Regions from separate parts of the Mus musculus genome. Here region 1 is linked to region 2. The links are chromatin contacts, called in public HiChIP or PLAC-seq maps. All regions are on one chromosome and are shown on one strand. The core of a region is the stretch at or near the end of the contact, and the rest is flanking DNA. Distances in the headings are between cores, read along the strand shown.

Evidence for each region. HiChIP or PLAC-seq counts read pairs in DNA pulled down with a chosen protein or histone mark.
Region 1: an H3K4me3 HiChIP or PLAC-seq map of bone marrow-derived macrophages shows a contact between it and region 2, with 11 times the contacts expected there. The contact joins the promoter of Itga4 here to the enhancer-like site in region 2. A contact is called at or near these places in 11 of 39 promoter capture datasets (the 3T3-L1 cell line, the C10 cell line, the HPC-7 cell line and 8 more), 3 of 15 datasets of contacts at CTCF or cohesin (CD8 T cells, large pre-B cells and pro-B cells), 26 of 484 Hi-C or Micro-C datasets (B cells, the C10 cell line, CD4 T cells and 18 more), 19 of 115 datasets of contacts at active chromatin or transcription factors (the 230-238 cell line, CD8 T cells, the SCID.adh cell line and 11 more) and 3 of 9 other capture datasets (adipose tissue, liver and pancreatic islet).

The regions. Positions count from the first base shown.
Region 1 is chr2:79,252,223-79,259,394 of GRCm38.p6, forward strand. Itga4 (integrin alpha 4) reads left to right here and starts at 3,204. Exons shown (of 28, transcript NM_010576.4): 1 at 3,204-3,634; 2 at 3,956-4,077. The coding sequence starts at 3,438.
Region 2 is chr2:79,048,855-79,055,571 of GRCm38.p6, forward strand. No RefSeq gene overlaps it. Among named protein-coding and RNA genes, the nearest start is that of Gm35748, 70 kb to the right of the region's middle. Within about 2 kb of position 1,972, at least 32 of the 459 cell types and tissues checked have an H3K27ac peak or open chromatin away from gene starts, as enhancers often do. A contact at or near this core is called in CD8 T cells, the CH12 cell line, the SCID.adh cell line and 7 more, where this site is marked.

The DNA.
Region 1 (7,172 bases), core at 1,954-4,453, 200 kb after region 2:
ATGAATTAGTGATGCTCACGTAAGAGACACCAGCAGAGATACCCGTTGGGTGCCTACTACAGGCCAGCAGCAGCTGTGTGGCTGGAACAGCAGTAGCAGCTCCAGTTTCTTTTCATTCTAGCAAAGGCACAGGGAAAATGAAATGTGAGAGTCCAATAGAAAGTGAACAGAACAGGGAGGCTTTACATTGGATGGGAAGAAAAAAAATCTCTTTAGCAAGGGAGAAAGAGAGAAAACCAGGAGGGAAGAAGGGGAGAGGAAGGGAAAGAAAAAAACATGCGAAGTCAGAGAATGGCTGTGTGCCCAGGTAGAGTGTCAAGACAGTCAAAGACCCGGAGGATGATGGAAGGGCCTTGGGGAACTTCAGGAATTAGGGAGCAGAGATGGCCTAAGTGAATGGGGTCCAAGGAAGAGGGACAGGTTTGGGATAGTCTGGGACTACATCACAAGGATGAAAACGAGTCATCAAGGGAGAGTGCCACTGAGGAAAGAGAACATTAATTTGGGAGTTTATAAAGCAGTTCCAAAGCCTTAACGCTTGAGGCTTGTATGTGACTATCCTCTGAACCTAGCAACTGCCACCTTGTGGAGGTCAGCTTGTCCCTCTTGCAAACTGATTATCCCAAATGGACCTGTTGACTGTTTAAACAACACATGGAGAAGTGAGGAGGGTCGGAGACCCTGAGTATCCAGCTGCTCCCTACCACCTGGTGTATGAAAGCCTGTTTGAGTTGCTATCCTTTGAAGGAGGGGCTGAATTAAGTAATCTCCAAAAGACTGGGAGTGGGTCTCCATTGATGCCTCTACAAGGAACCCTTCAGTCTGCTGGTTTTCCAGGTGTGGTGTGTTGGGAAAGAGAACCCACATATTAGTAAGTAACTCTCACTTATGCTTCGGAAGAAACACAACCAACATATAGATTCCTGTGCTGGGTATGTCAACTTGACTCAACCTACAGTCACCTGAGAGGAAGAAATCTCAATTGACAAATTGCTTCCATAAGATGTGGGCTGTAGGCAAGCAAGCAAGCCGGTAGGACTTTTTAAATGTTTTTTTTTTCTTTTTCATGTAATGATAGAGTGTGGGACAGTCCAACCCACTGTGGGTGGTACCACCTCCACCCTGGGCTGGTGTTCTTAGGCACCATAAGAAAGCCAGTTAAGTGAGCTACCAGAAGCAAGACAGTGGGTTCTCCATCAGCTCCTGCCTCCAAGTTCCTGCCCAGTTTGAGTTCCTGTTTTGGTTTCCCCTTATGAAGTATGATTCAGGATATCTAAGGCAAATAAATCCTTTCCTCCCCCAGGTTGCTTTTGATCATGGTGCTTTGTCACAGCAATAGGAACCCTAACTAAGACAGTTCCCCAGAGGAAAGGAATTTCAGAGTCATGCCTGGGTTTGCCAATGGGACGTTAGCACAAGGGGTAGACATTGTTTCTATCTCCCCAATGGGAGGGGATTTTTAGCAGCAGGGCTGTTTTCAAGTCCTAAGGGAAGGAAGGAGGGTTGTCTTGGCTTGTTGAATAATACTTCTGGAAAAGTAGCAAATTGTAATCTGAATGATAGAAATGAGGACCTGCCCATTAGCCACTGTACAGCTATCAGTGCCAACCAGAGTTTCACCATCCCTTCCCTGCCTGTGGGGCTCAGGAGGCACGTGCTATTTTATTTTTCAGTCCCTCAACCAGGCTGACCGGCTCCTCCCTCGTGCCTCTTCTCAGAGTGTGTGGAGCCCAACTCAGCGATCCTTGCCTTCCAGCTCTCTTCAAGTGTTCCCAAACAATTAAACTTTATGGAGTAGGGAACTTTTCTTTTCTACTATCAGGCCAAAAATGTTGCTGGGTGCTCCTCCAGGCATCCTGCTGATTTGTTGTGGTGTTTCGAGGACTGGGGGCTGCCCACTGCATGAGATGATCTGACTCAGTGAACAGCGACAGCTGCGGGCCTGTGATTCTGTTGGTGTAACTGGCAGACACGGACTTTCTTTCTTTCTTTCTTTCTTTCTTTCTTTCTTCCTTTCTTCCTTCCTTTCTCTCTCTCTCTCTCTCTCTCTCTCTCTCTCTCTCTCTCTCTCTCTTTCTTCCTTTCTTTCTTTCTCTCCCTCCCTCCCTCTCTCTTTTTCTTTCTTTCTTTCTTTCTTTCTTTCTTTCTTTCTTTCTTTCTTTCTTTCTTTCTTTCTTTCTTTCTTGTCATTTGTCTTTTTTTTGCAACAAAGGTAAGAGGGCCAGCATCTCACCTGCTAACACTCACCAGCACTTGCCTCCTGCTCCAGCGTGAAAAGCAGGGAATGGAATATGGAGTGTAAGACATAAATTAAAAATAAAATAAAATTAAAAAAAAAAAGAAAAGCAGCACACAAGGAGTATGTTCAGCAGAGGCCCATCTCCTGGCTTAGGTGTGCTGTGACTCTGATCTCTGGTGGCTTTTTAGAAGCCTGTTATGACCTTGTCTTAGGCTGTGTCTACACATCTGGTGGTAGGTATGTCCTGGGGTAACTGAGTGTGTACATGGGGACTAGTTATGAAGAAGTGAGCAAGGGGTGGAGTCTGCTAAGTGAGGCAAGTCACAGAATTTCCTTAGCTTGCCTGGGTTTTCTGTGTTAGGCTATTGCCTGGCTTGCTCATGCGTATAGACTCTATTTAAGAGGAAGTGTATAGAGAGGAAGGAAGCCTGCATAAAAGGCTGCAGGCCTGGGAGTTTTGAAGAGACTAGCCATATACTTTTGTCACCAAATGCTCCAATAGGGCTGGGGCGGGAGGGGGGGGGGGCAGCAGTTTTGGCTTCTTGCAAACTGTGTAATTTCTGTATGCTACACAGCACATAAGTGACAGAGGAAGTTCTGGAAGGTTCTCCACAGTCTTAGTTCCCAAATTATTGGCCACTGGGACTGGCCCTGGAGGCCAGTCACTTGGTGAAGTCCCGCAAGGCATCAAGCCTTAGCCAACTTTCAAAAGGGAATCCCCTGATCTGTTTTGTGTTCCCCCAAGGGTTATTTTTGCTGGGCCCCAGAAGCCAGAGCCACTGTGTGTGATGTCTGCCAGGGTGTGAGTCCATGCAACCTAGGTCCCCTAGCGCCCCCTACAGCTGCTGCGGGGCGGGGATGGGGATCGGGTTGGGGAGAGGGAGGCCAGGCTGTGAGCCACTGCACCACACCCAGGACCCCACCCAGATCCTAGGAGCACCCGGCCCCTGGCTCCGGGGCCACAGAAACGGGGCGTGGGCCAGAGCCTGAAGCATCCCTGGCCACTACGATCGCTCCGCCTGTGGCCACCAATTCCCCTCCTCTTCTGGCGTCCCTCTCTCCGCCCCTGTCGCCTGCCAGCACCGGACACGCTGCTGCACTTCATCTCTTGGGGCGCTCTTCTCTTTGGCCAACCGTCGCATCCTGTGCAACTCTGGTCAGTGGCCGTTTTGTGTTGAATGTTCTCCACCAAGAGCGCATGGCTGCGGAAGCGAGGTGCAGACCGAGGTCCCGAGGGATCGCCCTCCGGGAAGCGGTGATGCTGTTGTTGTACTTCGGGGTGCCAACCGGGCACTCCTACAACCTGGACCCGGAGAATGCACTGCTGTACCAGGGCCCCTCCGGCACGCTGTTTGGCTACTCGGTGGTGCTGCACAGCCACGGGTCGAAGCGCTGGTGAGTGCGCCCTCCCCAAGAGGCATGTCACAGCGCCTCCGCCTCTGGGATTCCTTGTATGAATCAAACTTTCCGCCCTCCTGGGAGGTCAGAGAAAGACCTGGCTTCAGCCAGCTGCCTCACTGGAGAGCCTTGGAACTAACTTATCTTGGGATGGCAGCCCCCAGGGTGCTCCTGAGTCCTGGGTCTCCAGTCATGGGAAGAGGAGGTGGGTGCCACTTCCCTTGCTGACCACTGCACAGCTGTCACAAGCCAACACGGGGCAGAGTGGGTGGGCAGACTGGTTCACGTCTGAGCGAACTTGCATGGTTCTTGCTTTAGGCTCATCGTGGGGGCTCCCACTGCCAGCTGGCTCTCTAATGCCTCAGTGGTCAATCCTGGGGCGATTTACAGATGCGGGATCAGAAAGAATCCAAACCAGACCTGCGAACAGCTCCAGCTGGGTGAGTTGGGTCCCCAAAACAAGACATAATGAACTTTCTCCCCTTCGTGGGTCCACTGTTGGGCAAGTCCTGGAAGACACTATGATGCTGGTCTCTTCTGGATTAAAGTACAAGCTTTTCAATTTTAACCCCATGCCAGCTTGCTCCTGAGAGTATTTTCCTCTCCTTTGCTTGCAACTGTATGTGATCTCAGTATCTTCCAAACCTCTTTCAGGGGAAGTCTCATAGGGTGGCTTCTGGCAAGCTACCTTCTACCAGTCCTAGAACTCTTCCATGTGTAAAATCTGTTTCAAAGCCTTAAAACCCCTCTCTGGCTGAGGACCCAACTTCTCAACTTTGTTCTAGCGTGAGCTGCACATCAGGAATAGAAACTTTGATTGAGCCTATATCCCACCATGTAGCCTATATCCCACCATGTAGCTTATATCCCACCATGTAGCTTATATCCCACCATGTAGCCTATATCTCACCATTTAGCCTATATCCCACCATGTAGCCCAGGGATTTTTCTTCCCCTTCCTTTAAAAATGACACTACCTACCATAAAAGAATGGGAAGAAAAAAACAGCATGCCTTTTGTTAAAATCATAAATATAGGAGGTCTGACATATAATTACTAATTTTCCTCCCCTCAAATTCTCCTGTAAAGCAGGTCTGTCTTTCAGCCCTCGTTTCTGTCTTTATTTAGGTTTTCAGCAACTTGAGAAATGTGCGCTGACGGCAGAGGAGACAAGTTTCATGTTTCAAAGTCAAAAGCAAAGTTGCTGCGCACAGACACATGGGGAAAGAAAGGGGAACTAATATTAATTTAGATCTATCTTGCTCTCAGTACTGTTAAGCATGGCTGTGTATATTGCTCAATGTTTTCCCCTCACAGCAGCTCTAGTGTATGCTTGTACTGCTTCTGCTTCCTCAGGGCTCCCACACAGAGAGCTGCAGGTTCCTTCTTCAAAAGTACTTACCTAGACTCAGGGTTATCACTTCAGGTATACATCTTCAGTGAGGATAAAAACTAAATGAAGGGTTTTGGTGTACTGTCTGGAGATATGATCCATTATCGATGATGATGAGCTAAGGGTGAGAATTGCTACTTTTTATATTTATCTGTAAGTGGAAGGTCTACTTGAGAATACCTGACTTTGTCATAAACCTTTTCTATTCATCGTCGTTGTTTGTTTGCTTGTTTTTTGTTTTTGTTTTGTTTTTTTTCTGTTTCTTTTCTTTGCACTTTTACCCCAGCACCCATAAGAATGAAGGAGTTATGTGTACACTGGATTAAGCTACGGCTGACACTAAAGTACAAAGGATTCTGGGAGTAGGAAAGCACAGGGAGAGGCGAAGGAGGAGAAGGAGGAAGAGGGGGAGGGGAGGGAAGACAAAGGGGAAGGGGAGAGAACAACAAAACAAATTTTACTTAGAAAAAAAAACCCTACTATGAAACTTGATTCTTTATAAAAGAGGGATGGGCCTCTGAGCATCATTAGGCATCCCCTCTTCCAAGGGGCAGACCTGGGCTCATAGAAGACTCACAGACTTGTGCATTCAGAATGGTTACTTAAAAAAAAAAAAAGGTATTTTCATTACCTGAGAGAGTTGTGTAATGAGTGAAGCCTTGATCTGACAGCAGTTCCTCAAAGGGTCTCAGGAAAGAGCAGCTTCTTCTTCTATGGGCCTGGCATTCTTTCTGTGACATTAGAAACTCTGGTGGCTACATCCTGCCTGGAGGATACGCCATCTATTTCTGGATGTTTGTATTTAACTGAAAGGGGATCATGTCCTGACATATTATATAAACTTTTAGATGTCAGCAACTGTCAATTAAAGGAAAACCTAAGTTCACTGGGGGTGCGGAGCACAGAATTCACTACAGAGGCATTTGAGTACAGTGGTTACTTAAGAGATATGAAGTTCTGGGATGGCTGAATAAGGGGAAAGCACAAGTTTTATCGTCATCAACTTGTTTGCTGGGTCAAAATTCAGCCATGGTAAGCCAAAGCAACATTTTTTTACCTTCAAGATTTGAGTCAACAACAAAAATACTGAGATGAAAGAGATCACAAATGAGTCTGAGGTCCCAGTCAGTTGAATGGCTACTGTCTCAGCTATGGGAACACTCAGAAGAGTTTTGTAAGGAGCATGCCTGAACTTACTTCTCAGAGAAGACTCTGAACAATACATTCTCAGTTTCTACGGAGAAAATGGTTCCTTTATTAAGAACAAATTCAAAAGTAATTTAAATCTAGAAGGTAAAATACTGACGCTAATGTCCAGAAAGAAAGCTAAAAGATCACCAGTTGATTAGCAGAAACATATTAAGATTGCAAAGTTTGTAGACTAAGCATCACTACTTATAAACATATTTTGTGTATGTGTGTTTGTGAAGAAAGAAATGAGGGAGAAAGTTATCTATATATACACGAAGTCTTCTGTATGTTCTGAGTGATATTATTTATATAATTAATTATAATGATATATTGTCTTATCTATAATGTGGTTGATTATATTCTAAAGTTCAAACGTTCTTAGCCTATCCAGGAATGGTGCCACATATCTTTAACCCTAGCACTCAGGAGGCAGAGGCAGGTAGAACTCTCTGAGTTCAGTTCCAGATCGGTCTGGTCCATATAGCAAGTTCCAAGAAAGCCAGACCTAAGTTATACCCTGTCTCAACCCCTGCCCCACTCGCACCCCAAATACTTAGCTCAGTATCAAATACGTACCAGCTATTCAAAAATTAGCTGTTCTTTATTTATCTTTTTAAGACTATATGTGACGTCTGCAGTAAAATGTTATCAAAATAAGTAATTAGGGTCAATTCATAAACTAAGTAAAAAATGTTAATTATATAAACAAAAATATAACAAATTTAAATGAAACAAAATAAGAATGAAGTCATTGGTCCATGAAAATGGTTATACTAAGGTAGAGCTATTGGCAGTAAGTAACCTCTTGCCTCTGGAAGAACTTTACTTTTTATCATGGTTTATAAAGTGCCCAGTCATTTAAACTGTCCATTGGCTCTTCAGTTCCAAATAGTCATCTTCGGTTGTTTCCAAGTCTCTCTAGTAGGTCAGATAAAGGGCTGGATCCAATAG
Region 2 (6,717 bases), core at 722-3,221:
TAGCATTGGAAGTGGAATTGAGGAAAATACCTAATAAAAAATATAAAAAAAAAAAAAAGAAAGAAAGAGGAAACTGCCAAGGTGTGAGGCAATGCTAAAGGTCTTGCAGCAGTGGTCACGAATTAGGTCATTGAAGGTCAGGCACTGGACTTTCCATTTTTATATATGGTGTATGTATATGATATATATATAGAGAGAGTGAAGTCTTATAATTCTTTATAAAAATTAACCCATTTCATGCATTAAAAAGGCACAAAATCCAGTGAACATTTTCCTTGTTACTTACCTGATAAGAAGATATGTGGAACTCTGTTAGTCTTGAAAATGCATTCAATATATAGTCAGAACTCTGTACGTGCAAATGCGTCAGGCAAAAATCAGAAGTGTTGACCTGGACAGGCTATTTTTCTAAGCTGTTAAAATGTACAGATCCATTCTGAATGTAGCAAAGTGCCTTAGTGACTAGGGTGTGGTTTCCCCCTAAGGGTGTGAGTACTGAGAGTAAATGCAAAAGGGACATCTTCCTCCTTCTTGTCTGTGTCGTTGGTGTTTGAAGCCATAGGTTGTATAATATATATTAGAGATTTTTGGTTTTACCCTTGGCTCCAAAGAAAATAAAAGAGACTAATTTACCTTTCAATGCCAAGACAAAACTGTGATTCTTGTCTCACAGTTCTGGGCTTGTGATCTACTTAACTACTGCTTGAATGGGACAGGGTCAGGCTGATTCTGAGCCGTTGTGATCTATTCATTAACACATATATGTCATTTTATAGCATATTGTAACTATTCACTTATACTTTTAACTTATAGCAACTTGTTGTGAAATTTGCTGGGTAAAAGGTATCTTAACTGATATTTTAAAAAGGAATAAATACATGTATGTGACTTACCTATTATCTTGTCCATATGTACAGTTGATACCATGATGCTTTTAGATATATATGTGTTGTGAAGTGACTAAACCAAAGACTAACGTATCACCTCGTAGGTTTAATCTGTGTGTTCAATGAGGACATCTAAGATCCCACTTAACAATTTTGATATATAACTCATAACATGACTAGCATAGTCACTATGACTATACAGATAAACTCTTAAAATTGTTCTATGCAACTGATAACATCTGGTTGATATCTCTGATCTATACTGTTAGGCTCTGGTGACCATAATTTCTTGTCTTTGCTCTTACAAGGTAAAATTTGACCTTTGATGATTTTCATACAAGTACATCTGCACTGGAATTGGTTGAACACACAGCTATTAAAGACCATTTACAATTTCCACTGCTGTCAGACCTGTATATTAACCTGGGTGATAGATAAGCAAAGGACCACTAGCTTAGTATGGAAAACTCACACTGATATTCTACTGTCTTTGCTCTATAAACTTATCTGCACATCATCTGTAGTTCATGAAAAAAATGTAAGACAGTAATGACATGAATAGAATGGAATTATTTTGCTCTAAAAGCTTGTGGACAAAGGGAGAAGAAAAGAATGGAGATATTTCAAATTCTATTTATCTGAATCTTGCAAATAGCCGAAGAGCCACATACGAAAGGATGTTTTCCGACCGTATTTGCAGGGGTAAACTTATGGTGGATATTAGCATGCTCTGATGCACCAGAGTTGCAATGAATGAGTGCAAGAGCTTCAGAAATTTTTGGTGAGGATTTTCCTGGTTTGCACAATAGTTAGTATAAAATTAGAACTCAAAAGCAGGCAAAACTTCTGCCATGTCTGTCTGTGCACTTTTTAGTGTATTTGAGGCCTTAGAGGATCCCCTGAAGGTTTGCTGGCTTCCTGTGGTGTGCTGTTTGTTCCATTATGCTGTTCACCTGGCCTGTTTTGCAATTCATGGCTTCTAATAACATTTTTACTGTGCCTGGGTAGCTGGCCCATATGGAGGCTGTTGATTCTGTTGTTCTAATAAGAGTATGAAATGTAGCTTGTGGGTTTTTGTGGGAGACAAAAAGAAACTCATTACAATTTCCTCTTCCTCTATCTGTTGCCAAAAACACCATTGCTGCCCAGGTCTGTGTTTTGAATCTATGACTACGTGTTTATGTTTTTACATCAATGTGTTTTATAAATACAGTAAAGTTTGTCTGAAGAACTAAACTCCAGCTAACTAAAACTATGCATGGCTACAAAAGCAGACAGGAAAGCAAGCAGACAGATGCTTCTGTGAAGGAGCAATGCTTACAAAGGTCTAAGGGAGTTCCATTTGTGAAGTGCTTTTTGAGCTATCAAGTGGCGTAAAGGGCTGGAAGCCTTCATTAGCCTCCGAGTGAGGAGCGAAGAGTGGTTGCTCCCAAGTTAGAAAGCAAGTGGAAAGCATTTAACAGAAGGTGCTTATTCTAAGAAGCTTTACTACACTTAAAGTGGGGCGATCTCACCAACCGTACCCTCAAAGAGGGGCTTCTGAAATGCAGAACGGTAGGCTTTATTAAACCAAACGCTGTGTGCACAGGTGAGAGAAGGAAGCACAAAGGACCTTTACTTATTTGATCAGCATGGGGCATACAGATGTGTCACAAGGGCATGGTTTACAATGTACTGACAAGTTCAGAGGCAAACTGCTCTGGAGCTACAGCCGGAATTATGAATTTATTCCAATCTGCTAGATAAACTGGACATCTCTTCCTGGTAACTGTTTGGTGACAAACAAGTGTAGTGAACAAATTTTGGTGAAAATGATCAAGTACATTTTAATTGCTATTGTAAACCTGGAAATAGGTCAACTCAAATGAGAAAGCACCATGGTTAAGAGGCACATCTGAGACTCCATATTACAAATACCTGGAGCCAGGTTATTGATTGTCAATGAGTGCCTACTCAAGCTCTTTTTCAAAACCTTGATTTTTTCTTATTTTTGACATGGATGAGCGGGAAATTGTCACTGGAGATTGGAGCATAGGTTTTCCTGTTCTCAAAATTCAAAACTGGCTAAATAAACTCAAACTTCTGCAATAATTCACCTTCAGGATGATATATATATCATATCATCCTAGTGGCCAGGAGAACTAGAGAGGGCTTTTGTGACCACCTAGAGTGGATGGTTTTAATCAGGGACACTCCCCTCTTTGCCATTCACAGCTGATCACTCTGAGAGCCAGTGAGGAAGGCAGTCACTGACATTTTTCTGTCCTGTCCCTGATGGTGGATCTGATAGGGAATGGGCTTTACTTCTTCGGGTCTCTTCCTCCCTTTTTGCTGCCTTTCCTTTCTTCCCTTCTCCTTTTCTTCCTTCCTCTTCTCTCTCGATTTTTTTATCGAGTATCTTATTCTTAGATTTGTTTCAGACTTTAAAAACTATTCTAACACGGGCTCTGCCTCTTACCTTCTATGTGGCAAAATTCCCTCTTGATGTGTCCTGAAGGCTTTTGCCTGCTGTCATCATATTTTCGGAACAATCACTTCCAGTTTTTATTTTATTTTCTCCTCCCTTAACATTCCTGTTCCTGTGTAAAATAGATCAGTTACCATGGGAACATGCCACTGTTCTGGGTGGGGTGACCACTGAAATTCATAGAGGGCTCTTCAGAGATGAGTGTGTGAAACTAAGATTGTATATGGTCCTTTTGACACCCTTCATGCTGTGATCTGATGTCTGTTTTGACTAAGGTGTCTCCATCCCCTGACACATCTCTTACATGAGTTAGTGTTTTATCTTGGATTATGATTATGAGAAAGATGCTAACTATAGATGTCTTTGTTTAAATAAAATCTGTCTTAACAACTTGAATAACTAGGAAGCTAGGTTAGGAAGAGATGTTGTTTTAGTGTTAAAATAGATGATGGTAGTGTCAGATTCAGCAGTGAACTGGCATACTCTTCAAATTTACAAAACATCATCTCAGACGGATATATATTATTAACATACTTTAAAAACCTTGTTTTGGATAATATCATAGGTTGCCTATGGAATGAAAAGGGATATTTTTCTTCTTTTATTCTCATTCATGTCATAGAAAGTAAGGGGAAAAAAAATCTTTGTTTTTCTAGCCATCTAGGTCTGAGAGGTGAGATCAATAAATTCCTTGAGAGTGAACTTAGTACTAATTCCAGAAATTTCCAGAAGTAAGACTTTTATATATTAAGTTTAACACCAAATGGAGTCTCGGGCTTCAGTACAGTATGTGGAAGGGTCTGTTGGAGCCTTCCATGCTCTGTGACCATGCTGGTCATCCTTATGACTAGAGCTTCCCCAGAGGGACAGGAATGGCTACAACATGGTTAGGAGGATCTAGGTGGCTTAGCTAAGGGATGCTTTATGTATGATTTATTTCTGCTGACCTTTCCATTGACTTTACCAAACTTTCTCTTTAATCTTGTGCATGAAAGGGAACTTGTGCTCTGCATCTAGAGTAAGTATCTTTTAGGTAACATGATTGCAGTCCATTAAACTTAGGAAATGTGTGTTGGTATACACTCAAAATTTATATCTCTGTTTTAAATATTGAATCTGAGAAATGAACCTTGAGCTTTCACCTTATCAGATTTGATCCCTGTAGGGATGGGGTTCAGGACATGCCACCTCAAATATGAGGCTTAAGCATTTCAAGAAAGAACAGAGGCAGGAAGGTCACACTCATTGACCCTTGGAGCTTCCACCTGTTTCTTGTCCCAGATGAAATCAAGTCCTTGTCTCTGAAGACACATGATGGAGAAGAGTCTGAACACAGGCTGTGCTAAGAGATGGCCCTCTCAGACCATTCCCATCATCCATACACCACACTGTTTGTCCAATGATGTTTCTCAATGACTGTCTACTCTTCATCAAAACAAAGCATTAAAATATAAAGGTGTCTTTGGTTTGGTGGGGGTCTTTTTTATGGAGACACCCACATCATGTAAAATTTAGATTAATAAGTTTGTATGCTCTCTCTTATTAATCTGTTATTTGTGATATGCACCTCACCTACTAAACTACCTATATGTGCAGAACGAGATATTACACCTGCCCAATGACCAGCATAGTGCCTTTATTAAAATGATGACATAATGGTGCATTATATTACCATTAAACCAATGCCACACATCTCTCCCTTCTTAAAGGATACTTTATTGTGCACTTAAAGGAGTGACCAAGGATTTATATGGGCATGAAGACAAACAAAATGAGATGGTAGAAAGCCTTGTTTGGCTCAACCCATCTACTCTGGGGTGCTCCTTGCCGCTCAGTGTTGTTCTCTGATGGTTATGATTTTTGAGTTCTCTCTCTGGTCTGTTTCTTGCAACACACCAATACTTTCTCCATTAGACTATAGCTTCTCAAGAGTAAACACCACTAAACTTTCCTCTCCTTGCCTAGAACATAGAACATTGCCAGCTGACTACATTCAAGATGAAGTGTTTAGTGAAACAAATATGAAAGTTGGGGAGAGATGAGTACTCTGAATTCCAAATAAATGAAGTGCCTCCATTTTCTGCTTACATCTATACTTGAGGTATGGCAAACCCAGTGTCCCTTGCCTGTGTTTTTTCTCTCACGCTTGACTTTTCACACTGGGAGATGAAACTGGGTACTACTCACTTGTCTTTTTGATGGAAATCACTAGTGAGGCTGTAGTTATCATAGCATTTTTATATTTAGCTTCTACATGGAATAATTACAAATAATGTACCTTTTAAATGACTATTGCAACCACCATTACTAACTTCTACAGGTATATATTCATCATTTATCAAAGCACAAGCCTCCATTTTGATAACGTGCATTCAGCTTTTTAGTTGTTTCCTTCTGTCCAGCCCCACCTCCTGGAAATTTACACTTAGAAAAAATTGAAGTGCAGAAAAACTATTAATATATCACTTGAGTGGCTCAATGGAAATGTGTCCCCAAATAACTTGCCAGGAAATGATGGGCTTCTCCATAGCTTAGAGTTATGAGTGATTTGTAAGGTTGTTCCACCATGCCAAGAGAATAGTTTGGGTAAGCACATAGTCAACGTGCAAACACTCTTGATGGGCTGCTTAGTGTGAGCACTCAGAGCCAGCACACTGTGACCCATGAAACAAGGCAGAGCACTCTATGCTTCATTAGCAGTATCACTCTCATTTAATCTTGAAAGACAGTAATTTTGCTTATTTTCTAGTCAATGTTTGGGAGAGTGAGTAAAGGTAGGTATAATTTAATGTTTTGTGTTGAGGTCAGTTCTCACTTAAAAATTAAAGTTAAGACAGCCTTACAGGGAATGCAGACTAAGAAAAAAAATCACAGGCACATAGTAACCTAAGTATAAGTTTCTGACCATGTACAGTTCTGATGCAGTCAAGACAGAAGTATTGAATGGCTCCAGGACTACATAAAATGAAAGGTTCTGTTGGGTCTTGTCTTTTGACTGTATGAAGTCTCTGTCTTTCAGTGTGCTTTTCTATTTAACAAAATCGGTTTGAGCAGTAGTGACACAAATACTCTGACTGTAACTAATAGCTCTCTAATTTAACTTAAGATTCATTCAAGAAGAGGAGAAGCATACCTGGTACTAGAAACCTAGCCAACTAGCCAGGGCTAGGGAAGTCATGGATCTTGGAGGAGAAACTACAACCGCCACTATACTAAACCAGTGTAATCCTTAACAACATTATAAATGTTTGTCTTTATGCACACAGGTAAGTGTAGTCCTCATCCCTCATGAAGGGAATGTCTTTTTGCAACAAACAGAGACCATTGCATCAAACCACAACCAATCAAAATGCAGTTTTCGAG